Linked DNA regions of Sus scrofa: region 1 is linked to region 2. Evidence: chromatin contacts called from public HiChIP or PLAC-seq data. All regions are on one chromosome and are shown on one strand. Each heading gives the region's core, a stretch centred on a gene start, on an enhancer-like site or on the middle of the called end of the contact. The rest is flanking DNA. Distances are from core to core; before and after follow the strand shown. Region 1 holds the start of SKA3 (spindle and kinetochore-associated protein 3). Region 2 holds the start of EEF1AKMT1 (protein-lysine N-methyltransferase N6AMT2).

Region 1 (6,918 bases), core at 4,099-6,598, 230 kb before region 2:
TCACATCCATTAGATTGGTGATCTGTTGTGTTGCTTAAGTTTTCAAAGAAAACTGGGTAGAGAGCCTATAAAATCCCAAGCTTGAGAATAAAAGTTGGTCTCATACGTTTCAGTGGAAGTATAGATTTAAGGTGCAGTATCTTTGGAGAGCATTTGGACAGGACAGTATCTAGTCTTTAAATGTCCATATTCTTTACCTATCAGATTCTACGTTTAGAAATTTTAGAGATTTACTTACACAATATGAGCAATCTATGTAAAGATATTTGTTACCGTTTGTTTGAAGCGACAAAAGACTAGAAACAGTATAAACGAGTCACCTGGCTATGATGGAAAAAATGAAAATCATTAAAACAAAGAAAAAGTGGGAGTTCCCATCATGGTGCAGTGGAAATGAATCCAAGTAGGAATCATGAGGGTTCGGGTTTGATCCCTGGCCTCACTCCGTAGGTTAAGGAGCCAGCATTGCCATGAGCTGTGGTGTAGGTCGCAGACGCGGCTTGGATCCTGCTTTGCTGTGGCTGTGGTGTAGGCCGGTGGCTACAGCTCCGATTTGACCCCTAGCCTGGGAACCTCCATATGCCACGTGTGCAGCTCTAAAAAGACAAAAGATTTGTTTTAAAAAGACATTTAAATACATAAATGTTTAAGAAAACTAGTACACGGGAAATAATGGAGATGGAACAGGATGAGATTCACCAAAAATTAGGCAAGATGTTTCAAGTTTCTGTGTACATGTCCTCAGTCCTGCAGTCCCTCTCAGGAGTTTGTACACATACAAGGTGTATTGGTTTCTGCCCCTCATTCCTAACATGCCTGTCACTGCCTCGGTGACAGAAACACCAGGGGCAGCTCTTGTTCTGATACTTGTCTTTGACACGGTTCCTGGCTCAGCTCTAAAACCTGGTAAATTCCGAAGTGATGAGAGCATTTTCTTTCTATTGAGAAGACTCAAGATGGGCTCCTGGATGGGGGCAGGACACCAGGAAGACCTCGATTCGAAGCTTGGAATTTTTCCGTTCCCTGCCCCTCCTTCTCCAGAGAGGAGAGAGGGCTTGGAGATGGAGCTAACGACCGACCAGGCCTCATGAGGCAGCCTCCATAAAACCCCAAAGGAAAGGGAGCTTCCAGATTGGCAGACACCCACACATTGGGGGGTGACATACCTCAACACCCCCCCCCGGGACAGAAACTCCTGTGCCCAGGACCCCCTAAACCTCATGCTCTGTGTCTCTGCATCCTGCACGACAGCCTTTCACAGGCCTGTGCAGCGTGTTTCCCAGAGTTCTGTGAGCTGTTCTGGCAAAGTAACCCCAAGGAGAGGGTCCTGGGAACTTCCTGATTTGTAGCCAGAGTGGAACAAAGGTGGTACGATGGGGACCCCACCTTGCAACTAGCATCTCTTCAGAGTGGAGGCAGTCTGGTGGGTGTGAGCCCTCGACCTGTCCTGTCGGACACTCCAGGGAAACAGTGCTTGAATTTTTTTTTCTTTTTACAGTTGTACCTGCGGCATATGGAAGTTCCCAGGCTGGGGGTCCAATCGGAGCTACAGCGCTGGCCTACACCACAGCCACAGCAATGCAGCATCTGAGCTGTGTCCGTGACCTACACCACAGCTCACGGCAACACCGGATCTTTAACCCACAGAGTGAGGCCAGAATCAAACCTACGTTCTCATGAATATTATCCAGGTTCTTGGTCCGCTGAGCCGCAGCAGGAACTCCCAGTGTTAGAACTGAGTTGAACTGTAGGACAGCCACCTGTTGTCACAGTATTTGGTGTGGGAAAACCACACACACATCTGGTGACAGGAAGTTTGAGCAGTGAGGTATCTGGAATTCCCACTCTGGCGAAGTGGGTTAAGAATCCAACTGCAGGAGTTCCCGTCGTGGCGCAGTGGTTAACGAATCCGACTAGGAACCCTGAGGTTGCGGGTTCGATCCCTGCCCTTGCTCAGTGGGTTAACGATCCGGTGTTGCCGTGAGCTGTGGTGTAGGTCGCAGATGCGGCTCAGATCCTGCGTTGCTGTGGCTCTGGCGTAGGCCGGTGGCTACAGCTCTGATTCAACCCCTAGCCTGGGAACCTCCATATGCCGCGGGAGCGGCCCAAGAAATAGCAACAACAACAACAAAAGACAAAAAAAAAAAAAAAAAGAATCCAACTGCAGGAATTCTCGTAGTGGCTCAGCAGTAAACTCAACTAGTATCCATAAGCACTTGGGTTCGATCCCTGGCCTTACTCAGTGGATTAAGGATCCAGTGTTGCTATGAGCTGCGGTGTAGGTCGCAGACATGGCTCAGAGCCCAAGTTGCTGTGGCTGTGGTGTAGGCCAGCAGCTGCAGCTCCAATTAGACCCCTAGCCTGGAACCTTCCTCATGCCAAGGGTTCAGCCCTAAAAAGACAAAAAAAAAAAAAAAAAAGAATCCAATTGCAGCGGCTCGAGTGGCTGCTGAGTCTTGTGTTCAATCCCCAGCCCAGCAGTGGGTTAAAAGGATCTGGCCTTTCTTTCAGTCTCATTTCAGTCTGGCTCACATTCAGTCCCTGGCCTAGAAACTTGTGCATGCCACAGGTGCAATCCAAAAAAAAAAAAATTAAGTATCTGTGCGACTAAAGGAAAGAAACATGTTTATCCATTCAGAAGTTGAAAGTTCCTTGTTTCTGGTTTTTCGCTATTACACAATAGAGCTGATGTGAACATTTGGGTACCAGTCTTTATCATCAACAGTTTCGTCTGCCATAGTTAAATATCCACGAATATAATGGCTGAATCATGTGATAATTGTGTCTGTCTTTTTTTTTTTTTTTCTTCTTTTTTCGTCTTTTGTCTTTTTAGGGCCACAACCACGGCATATGGAGGTTCCCAGGCTAGGGGTCAAATCAGAGCTGTACCCGCCAGCCTACACCACAGCCACAGCAATGCCAGACCTGAGCTGCATCTGCGACCTACACCACAGCTCAGGGCAATGCCGGATCCTCAACCCACTGAGCGAGGCCAGGGACCAAACCCGAAACCTCGTGGTTCCTAGTCAGACTTGTTTCTGCTGCGCCATGACGGGAACTCTGTGTCTGTATCTCTAAGGAATTTCAAAGTGGTTGCACCATTTTACATTCCCACCAGGGGCGTGTGAGCGTTCCCAGTGCTCTGGAAGGTCCCAGGTGGCATAGCCAGTTAAGAATCTGGCATTGCCACAACTGTGGCATAGGTTTCAACTGTGGCGGGCGTTCAGTCCCTGGCCTCGGAACTTCTACAAGCTGTGGATGCAGCTAAAGACAAAAGATGGCTCCTGGTGCCCTATTCCCTTGATAACTCTTGGTGGTGTTGGTCTCCCCCCCCCCCCCCCGTTATTTACTTAAGGATCTTTGGCTGCACCTGTGGCATGCAGAAATTCCAGGGCAAGGAGCAAACCCATAGCACAGCTGCGACCTAAGCCACAGCAGTGACAGTGATGGATCTTAACCACTGAGCTGCCAAGAAGTCTTTTTTTTCCCAGCTTTTTAGGGCCCCACCCACAGCATATGAAGGTTCCCAGGCTAGGGGTCAAATCGGAGCTGCAGCTGCTGGCCTACGCCACAGCCACAGCCTACGCCACAGCAGATCCTAACCCCGTCTTCAACCCACACCACAGCTCATGGCATCACCCAGTCCTTAACCCACTGAGCCAGGCCAGGCCGGGGATCAAACCCACAACCTCATGGTTCCTAATCACATTCATTTCCGCTGCCCCACGGTGGGAACTCCAACAGTCTTCTAGACATTTTAATGGGTGTTTAGTGGTATCTTAAGGTGGTTTTGCATTTCCCTATGACAAATGGTGTTATTATTTTTATTTTCTTTTTGGCAATCCACTTATTTTAATGAAGTCTGTTCAAATATTTTATCTATTTTTAACAATTCCGCTGTTACCTTATTACTGAATTTTAAGAGTAATTTATACATTTTGGATATGAGTCCTTCTAGTATTTGTTCATTCTTTTAACTGAAGTTCTTCCAATTTGATGAAGTCTAATTTGTCAAATTTTGGTTTTATGATTATGATCTTGGTACATACTTAAGTAATCTTTGCCTAAACCAAGGTCATGGTTTTCCATGAGAAGTTTTGTAAGTTTTAGGTTTTATATTTAGTCCATGATGTTTTGAGCTAATTTTGGTATATGACGTGAGATGTAGATCAGTTAAAATTTTTGCATATGAATACTCATTTGTTCCAGCACCATGTGTTGAAAAAGATACTTTCTCCACTGAGTTACCTATGTTTCTGTTGAAAATTTTTCGTTGTTGAAAATTAACATAGTGTACTATGTGTGTGGGTGGGTCTGTTTAAAAACTCTCCAGTGTATTCCACTGATACACCTATTTTTATGGCAACACCACTCATGTGATACTTTAGCATAACTCTTGAAATTTACAATTGTTTTGGCAATTCTAGGTCCTTTGAATTTTTTTTTTCTTCTTCTTAGATCCACACCCACAGCATATGAAGTTCTCAGGCTAGGGGTCAAATCAGAGCCACGGCTGCCAGTCTACACCACAGCCACCGCCACCGCAGGTTGCAGCAACACGGGATCCATAACGTAGTGAGTGAGGCTAGGGGCTGAACCCGAATCCTCATGGAGCTAGTTAGGTTCTTAACCAACTGAGCCACAACGGGAACTCTTTGACTATTTTTATTACATTCAGAAGAAGGCTGGCTGAAAGACGGGAACATCTTCAACTGGAGAACTGATTAACTGTATCCCAACTCTTCTTTTTAAACACCTTTTCATTTTAACGTCCGCTTTGACCAGCGCATCTCAGAAGAAAAGGCCGCTCTTAGGAGTAGGTTTGACTGCAAAGGCGCCCTTCCGCGTCCCCGCGGGGCAGGGGCGCCGACGGGCGGGGGCTCCGCGCCGCAGCGGGACTCGCCGCCGGCCGGCCTGGCGTCACGACCACTTCCGGGTCACGAGCAGGTGGCCGAGCTGCTCCTCCAGCCGCCGGTGCGCGGGGAAGCGCGCCGCCTGCGCCGCCTTGAGGGCCTGGAAGGCGGCCGCCCTGCGCACCGCGGCGTGGCCGCGCTCCTGCTCGGCCGTGAGGAAGGGCCGGCTCAGCCAGTACTGGTTCTCCGCCTCGGTCTCCAGGCGGCGGATCATGTTCTGCTTCGCCTGAGCGGAGACGGGCCGCGGCCGCCGGTGCTTCCCGATCCACTGCCGGCCGGGGATGCGGTTACGGCGCAGGAGCGCGGTCAGGAACATGGTGCCTGCGGAGGGAACGGAAGCGGGGAGCTGGCGGCGCGCCGCCAAGGGAAGAGGGGCGCCCCGCCGCCGCCCAGAGCCCCAGTCCGAGCGCGACCGCGCTCCCCACTCACCAGCCGCGCGCCTCGGAGACGCCCTCCGCACAGGGGCCGGCACGACGCCGGAAGCCGGAAGCGCGCCGCCCGCTTCCTCGCGCGAATCCTCAGCTCTCGCGAGAGGAACCTCGCGCGACTCGCGGAGCCAGTGGCGCTTCGGAAGCTGGGATTCAAACGGGCGCGGGCGCTAAGGCCGAGCGATGGGGACGTCCGTGGACCTGATCCGAGGCTTCTGCGGAAAGCTGCGGTCTCTGGCCGTCACCCTGGACGGCGAGACGGCCCGGCTGCAGCGAGCGCTGGACGGAGAGGACAGCGGTGAGTGAGGCTGCGGGAGGAACCCTGTTGACTCGGAAGAGCGCTCTGCGGCGGAGGCTGCGGCGGCGGCGCGGGAGCGGCCGCGTCCTCCCCTCGGTTATCCGCGAGGCAGTCCAGCGCGCTTGCGCAGCCTCTGCCCCGCCCGGAACGCGGCGCTGTGTTTTGTGGAGACGAAAAAAGCAATGGCGCTTAGGAACCAAAGTCGGAATTGAGCAAGCAGGTTGGGCTGATGCTGCCCATGCTCATTTACACGTTGTTCGCTCTCAAGTCACTTAGGGTGTGTGCTTATCCACAGAAACAGAGGAGAGGACGAAATGTTTCTCTTGCAGCGGCTCTTCAGCATTGTTGTCTCGTCCAAATGGTCCACAGCTGCTGTGAATGTCAGTATTTTTCCCAACAAATCTTATTGCCAACCCGAACACTAGTACTCCATACGGCTTTTTAAAATATGAGTAAAGCAAAATTTTCCACCACTAACGTTGTATTAGAGACTTTTTTTTTTTTTTTGTCTTTTTGCCATTTTTTGGGCCGCTCCCGCGGCATATGGAGGTTCCCAGGTTAGGGGTCCAATCGGAGCTGTAGCCCCCGGCCTACGCCAGAGCCACAGCAACGCGGGATCCGAGCCGCGTCCGCGACCTACACCCCAGCTCACGGCAACGCTGGATCGCCAACCCAGTGAGCAAGGGCAGGGATCGAACCCGCAACCTCATGGTTCCTAGTTGGCGTCGTTAACCACTACGCCATGACGGGAACTCTCTGTATTAGAGACTTTTTAAAAAGTTGTTGCGAGAGTAGTTCACATTTTGGAGTTCCCGTCGTGGCGCAGTGGTTAACGAACCCGACTAGGAACCAGGAGGTTGTGGGTTCGGTCCCTGCCCTTGCTCAGTGGGTTAAGGATCCGGCGTGGTGTAGGTCGCAGACGCGGCTCGGATCCTGAGTTGCTGCGGCTCTGGCGTAGGCTGGTGGCTACAGCTGCAATTCGACCCCTAGCCTGGGAACCTCCACAGGCCGCGGGAGCGGCCCAAGAAATAGCAAAAAGACAAAAAAAAAAAAAAAAAAAAAGTGTAGTTCACATTTTGAGATTATTTTGTGTCATCATTGCCTTAAAATATTGCATCCTGTAAATATAGACTCCTTTTACTTTAATTATGAAGACTTTTCCAGCCATTTAAAAATATTTACACTGTGACTTAAAGAAAATATATGTCTAATAGGCTTTGAAAACGAACTTAGGATTACCAAAGGGGACAGGTGGGTTGGGGGTTTGGGACTGGCAGAT
Region 2 (6,609 bases), core at 3,677-6,176:
CAGCCCAGGCTGATGCTCGCTGGGAACAGTACACAGCCGCAAAATGATTTTAGGTCGAAAACGTGAGGACACATCTGGCTTTGCATGACCCTCTGGGAGAACACCCCACCGTGACAGAATACACAGGCTTCCGAAAGAAAATCAAAGTCTCGTTTATATTCTGTAATACTGAGCATGTTTCTTTCTTTGGCGGCTCACAGTCTTAGAAACCGTTTCAGAGTGATGAGTCAAATCACTGTATTTGGGACCTATTTCTAGGAAATGCTTTTGGTCGTTCAGGTCATCAGCCTTGGCCTTTCGGGGAGGCTGGAGAAGTGCCATTCTGCTGTCTGTCTGCCAGACTTCCCTTCTTCCTAATCCGAAATCTTGTGAACTTATGCAGGGAAAAGTTCATTTTTTAAAAAAGAAAATGCATTTTGAATTTTTTTTTTTTTTTTTTTTTTTTTTTTTTTTGGTCTTTTTGCCATTTCTTGGGCTGCTCCCGCAGCATATGGGATGTTCCCAGGCTAGGGGTCCAATCAGAGCTGTAGCCGCCGGCCTACGCCAGAGCCACAGCAACGCGGGATCCGAGCCACGTCTGCAACCTACACCACAGCTCACGACAACGCCAGATTGTCAACCCACTGAGCAAGGGCAGGGATCGAACCTGCAACCTCATGGTTCCTAGTCGGATTTGTTAACCACTGCGCCACAACGGGAACTCCCTGAAAATATTTTTTAAACTTGATTTTGCTTTGAATGGCCATTGACTTGTAGTGGTGATTCTTAGGTTATGTTGAGATTTGATCCCACCCCTAGGGTGGATAAAGGAACCTGAGCTGTTTAGGAAGCAAGCAGAGCTCATTACTTACTAAGGAGGCACTTGAGGCCCAGGCCAGTCGCCTGTCATTGGAGAGACCCGTGGATGATTTTAAAGGTGCCAGATATGAAAATGTGGTACTGCTTCTTAAAAGACATCTTTAACATAATGGTGTGCTCTAAAAACGTAGTCTGTTATGGACGATGACTCTTGTGCATTCCTTAGATTATGAGCTATTTCTTTTTGCTTATTAAACGCAGGATCCTAGATTGAGTCATGTGCTTTCTTTGGAATCTCAAACGGCGGTTCTTGTGAAATTAAATGGAAGTTCCAAGAATTCACTGCAGCGGCTCTGGTCGCTGCAGAGGCACAGGTTTGATCCCCAGCCCGACATGGTTCATTAAAGGATCCGGCGTAGGCCGGAGCTGTGGCTGGGATTCAGTCCCTGGCTGGGAACTTTGGTTTGCCCATGGGTGCAGCCGTTAAAAAGCTAAATGGAAGCAGAGCGCGTATTTGGTGAAAATGGTGAGAAGATCTTTTGCTTGGCGGTTCCATACCACACTGCTGGCAGCACTCTACCAGGTCCAGGTCTGGCACGGAAACCAAGGCCCTGCTCAACTCTCGGGTCAGCTGCTAACATCCAGCAAGAGGATGAGCTGCGGCTGCGTTACGCTTCCGTTGGAAGTGATGCATGAAAAGCAAAACCGAAGCAAGTTTTGCTGGTGTTCACTCCTGACTACTTTGCCAGGCAGGTCAGCCTTCCGATCCTTTTAGTAAACCCGGAGTCTTGGCTGCACTTTTGTCTGTATTCTGCTCATAATGGCACTGCTCTGGATGCCCCTTTCTGAAGACCGACCTGGCACAGCTGTTTAAACTGGCAGGGCGTGCGGCAGAGGCAGAGGAGTACCAGATTCAGTTTGTGGCTAAGCTCCTGAAGTTTTACGTTGATTTCCACGGGTCTCCGGATCATAAGACCGTAAGTGTTCACAAAGGAAAGGTTTAAAGCATGGTGATTGGTAACAATAGAAGAGTTGCTCAATTTTTTTTAATTATTTTTATTTGTTTGCTTTTTAGGGCCACGCCCGTGGCACATGGGAGTTCCCAGGCTAGGAGTCAAATCCAGGCTACAGCTGCCGGCCTACACCACAGCCACAGCAACGCCAGATCCGAGCCTCGCTTGTAACCTGCACCACAGCTCACGGCAGTGCTGGATCCTTAACCCACTGAGCGAGGCCAGGGATCAAACCCGCAACCTTGTGGTTCCTATGAGGATTTATTTCCGCTGCGCCACAGCGGGGGCTCCGATGCTCCATGAATTAATTCTACCCAAAGATTTGTAGGAGCACATTTTCTTCCACTAAGGAAATGCGTCCTGACATGGTCGGCTCCCTGTCAGCCATTCGCTGTTTGAAAATCCTGTGGTGTCACTCCAGCGCGACCTCGCAGCCCGAGCTGTATCACTGCGGTGTGTGACGGAGGCCACTGTATACACGAGAGAACTGATCTCTCTAGGTCAGTGCTTTCAGTGTCTGCTGCATGTGCTCACTCTCCTGACGCCAAAAATCCTAACAGCAGTTCCCCAAATGAGTGTCATGCATCACTAATTCTTTATAATTTAGCTGTTATTAAAAAATTGGAGAGACAAAACTAGTTTCTTTGTACAGTTAAATGTTTTCCCACGCTGGTGCATGGGGTAAGGCTCTAGAGAAAGATCTTTTTTTTTTTTTTTTTTTTTTTTGTCTTTTTGCTATTTCTTTGGGCCGCTCCAGCGGCATATGGAGGCTCCCAGGCTAGGGGTCGAATCGGAGCTGTAGCCACTAGCCTACGCCAGAGCCACAGCAACGCGGGATCTGAGTTGCGTCTGCAACCTACACCACAGCTCACGGCAACGCCGGATCCTTAACCCACTGAGCAAGGGCAGGGACCGAACCCGCAACCTCCTGGTTCCTAGTCGGATTCGTTAACCACTGCGCCACGACGGGAACTCCTAGAGAAAGATCTTAATCTGAATTTCCTCCTCGGGTTTAAAGTTCTTTTCCCAAAGTGTCTTACGTAACGTCCTTTGCAGCCTGCTTAGGTTAATTTGAGGAGTTTGGTAGCAAAGCTCTCCAAGGAAAACCTGAATCTTGTTCTCTGTTACACTGCTTATTTAATTGAAAAGGAGGAGTTCCCAGTCGTGGCTCAGCGGCAACAAACCTGACTCGTATCCATGACGACACAGGTTCGATCCCCGGCCTCCTCACTCAGTGGGTTAAGGATCTGGCGTTGCCGTGAGCTGTGTTGTAGGTTGCAGATGCGGCTGGGATCCTGTAGTGGCTGTGGCTGTGGTGTAGGCAGGCAGCTGCAGCTCTGCTTCAACCCCTAGCCTGGGAACTTCCAAATGCCATGGTTGTGGCCCCAAAACGACAAAAAAGAAAAAAGAAAAACCTGAGTCTAGTTCCGTCTTCAAGAGATCTTTCCAGTGTAATCTTCATTTCTTTTGTTTTTCTTCGTTTTCTTTCTTTTATTTTTTTTATGGTTGCACCCACAACATAGGTTCCCTGGGCCAGAGATTGAATCCAAGTCACAGCTGCTACCTATGCTACAGCTGCAGGCAATGCTGGATCCCTAACATGCTGTGCCACAGCGGGAACTCAGGTTGCTTTAAATGTACCTTTCGAGTCCAGTTTAACTTGACAAGTAATTTTCCCTTCATGATAATAAAATTGTCTCAATATTTAAAATTTTTTTATGATTTGAAGAGCCATTAAATTACAATGCAGATGTTTTCATGAGGAACATTTTAATCTTCCTGTATCACTGTGACAACCTGTCTGAGCAGGCAGCATTATTGGTGGAGGTGTAACTATTTGAACTCTCTGACAACTAGGTTCATTTTCATTGTAAAATAACACAGTAACACATTATATGCAGATTAACTGTCTCACAGGCTATGAAAGCAGTTTAAACTTAGCTTAAAAACATCTGTTTTAAACCAAAAATAACTTTAACTTAATCTCAAACTTAAAATAACTTTGCTTTAACTTAATCCTTTCTATCAAGTAAACCAAGGCAGTTTGCTGGGTTGGAACATTACCTCTAAAGCCACACTGCCGTGAACTTGGTTAGTTGTTTCTTGGGTCGTGTTATTGATTTCTCTTGTGTGTTTTCTTTCCTGCTCCTTTGTTAAGTTACACCTGTTCTTGAAATGCCTGGCTTAGTGAATGTGTCATGAGTTCAAAGCAATTAAAGCGTGGGTTGCTATAAGCCTGAAAACAGTATTTAAAATAGAAACTATAGTATTCCCAAAGTTGAAAACACGGTTTTTGTGGGTTTTTTTTTTCCTATCCTCACCTTATACCAGAAAGGATTTGAAGCTATTCAGCAGACCCTAGCTTAGTAAGATTATGGAATTGGTAAAGAAAATAAAGGAAAGGAAGGTAGGAAAGGAATACAGATTGATAGCCTCGGGGAATGGTAAGTAAATAGAGCATCAGGATTTGTAACCGCCAAGGTGGAAGGGGACTTGACTTTCCCTAGGTGCCGGTGTGCCCGGGTCTGCTGGGTGCTCTAGGGATGAACGCACTCCTCACTGAAGGCTCTGAAAGACTATATACCATGGGGCTGACCAAACTCTCCTACGTTTTCAGTTGTTTACATAGAGAACGTTATTACTTCATAATTAGATTATTTGCCGAATTAGTAGCTGTCTTATTTCAGCATGGAGACAGCTGTGCGAATCCTCTGCTTGGGCGGCTGTTGCATTCTTCACAGCAAATTCCAACATGACAGGTGCAGGTGGCTGGTCTTAGTCACACCGAGGAGGAAATTGCAGGGTTTAAAAGGCTTTCCCTAATCTATCGCTATTATAAATACTCAGTTTAATATATGAATTTCTCGGTAGACTGAGAGAACAAATTAGCAGATTTCCTTTGTATGTGTTTAACTTACCGGGACTCTAATTAAAACCTTAACTATCTTTTATTGCCACCACCAGAAGCACCTGCGGAGCCGAGCAGCTCCCAGCACCAGGCGGCCGGTCTGCGGCGCGGCTCCCAGCGGCCTCCCCCGCACCCGCCGGAGGGCGTGCGCATGCGCGGCCGCGGCCCCGCCCGCGGTTCCGGCTCGGCGAGACGGAGTGCGCACGCGCGGGCGCCGTCGGCGCTCGGGCCCGGCCCCGCGGGACTACGGCGCACGCGCGGACGCGGGTTGTGAGGGGCCGAGGCGCCGCCTCTGCCTCCCCGGGTCCCGGCGCGGCGCGCGGGGCGTCTCGTCGCGGGCTCGTGCGCGGGGCCTCGCTTCACAGGGCGTGGTTTCCCCTCACGTCAGAGCTTCTGAAGGAACAGGTCAGTGGTTTTAGAGGCGAGAGGAGCGCGCCGGCCGGGGCCGGGCGCCGGCGCGGGTACCCGCTGGGCCCCGGGGGCTCCCCGCCGGCTCGCCGCGCCTGGGCCTGGACGGCCTCGGGGGCAGCGCTGGGTTTTGTCCACGGGGAGGGAGGGTCGTGCCTGAAACTTGACCTGTGGAAACAGAACTTTGTGTGTTCGAGACGCGGGTGGACCTGCACGTTGCCTTTTGCGTCGTGGGTCCCACCATTTAAGTAGTTTCAAGTCGTGCGAAGCAGCACAGCCCCGCAGGGGCCCGTGAATCCCTCGGATGCTTCCCCTTAAGGCGTCGCCCCCGCTCGTGCAGTTCGCTCCGCAGGCCCCAGTCTGCATCCTTCGCCCACCCTCGGGGCGGAGGTGAAACGCCGGCAGCTGAGCTGCTCTCACCTGCCCCCACGTGCTCCCCAGGTGCTCTCAAGGCATAAACGGTGTCCTCCAGCCTGTCCACGGTCATTCGCCTGCCCTTCTCTCTAAAGCAGGGTCTCTCCCCTGGCATCCTAGCGTCAGTGACATTTGGGGCCGGGTAGCTCTCTGTTGTGCAGGGTGGTACTCCAAACTGTACGATTTACCAGCATCCCTGGCCTCTACCCGTTAGATGCCAGCACCACCCTCCCCAGAGAAGCGCTGATCTAGAGTGGGAGCCACATGAGGCTCAGCATCAGTTTAAAATGTAAATACAGCACTTCCAGCTCTTTGGACTTAAAACGTCACAGCACTTTCAACAAGCCGCTTAGAAAATACTGACATCATGCTAAGGATATGATAAAGGGTGGGCCTAAGTAAAAAAGGGGTAGCAGGTTAAAACTAAGGTTCATTTAGCTTTTAGCAGTGCCCAGTTCTCAATGCTGATACCCCAGGCCGAAACGAAGCCTTAGAACTCGGCCCATCAGCTTGCTGTGCGATGACTGCCGTGGCTCAGCCCGCGTGCACTCGCACTGATACTCCGTCCTGTTCTCCCTTCTCGGGGGACTCCCACCATGAGTGTGCTGGCCCCCCTGAAGGTGTACCCCTCTTTATTCCATTGTGTTCACTCGTCATTGTCTTAACTCTCCCTACATCCTTTGGTTCTGTTAGCATCGTTAGGAAGTTATTTTAAAGTCTTTGTCTAGTGAGTCTGCCATTTGATCTGTTTCAGGGATGTGTCTGTGCCCTTGCACAGTTGTGGTGGTGGTGGTGGTTGTGAACTAATTCTACCCCTTCTCCAGGAATTGGTGTTTTGTTGTTCTATTATTACTATCACTGCAGGCTGTTTTTGTGCTAAAGATTAGCCTGAAGAAGCCTAAGTTCTTCCTAGACATGCACAGCGACTTTCTTAATTTCCTCCGTGTATTCCATTGCTATTTAGGATGGTCTGGTCCTCATGTTTCTGGCCCCAAAAGGGAGAAAAGAGAAAAAGGAAAGTGGGGAGGAGGGGCTAACGCCTTAAATCCTGTCCGAGGTGTCTCTGCT

What was found. HiChIP or PLAC-seq counts read pairs in DNA pulled down with a chosen protein or histone mark.
Region 1: an H3K27ac HiChIP or PLAC-seq map of alveolar macrophages shows a contact between it and region 2. The contact joins the promoter of SKA3 here to the promoter of EEF1AKMT1 in region 2. A contact is called at or near these places in 1 of 5 promoter capture datasets (fetal liver) and 1 of 2 datasets of contacts at active chromatin or transcription factors (alveolar macrophages).

What each region holds. Positions count from the first base shown.
Region 1 is chr11:1,319,562-1,326,479 of Sscrofa11.1, reverse strand. It overlaps SKA3 (spindle and kinetochore-associated protein 3), which reads left to right and starts at 5,348. Exons shown (of 9, transcript XM_021065445.1): 1 at 5,348-5,639. The coding sequence starts at 5,525. It overlaps MRPL57 (ribosomal protein 63, mitochondrial), which reads right to left and starts at 5,634. Exons shown (of 2, transcript XM_021065451.1): 1 at 5,343-5,634; 2 at 4,651-5,234. The coding sequence starts at 5,229. The coding sequence ends at 4,921.
Region 2 is chr11:1,093,435-1,100,043 of Sscrofa11.1, reverse strand. It overlaps EEF1AKMT1 (protein-lysine N-methyltransferase N6AMT2), which reads left to right and starts at 4,926. Exons shown (of 5, transcript XM_021065435.1): 1 at 4,926-5,124.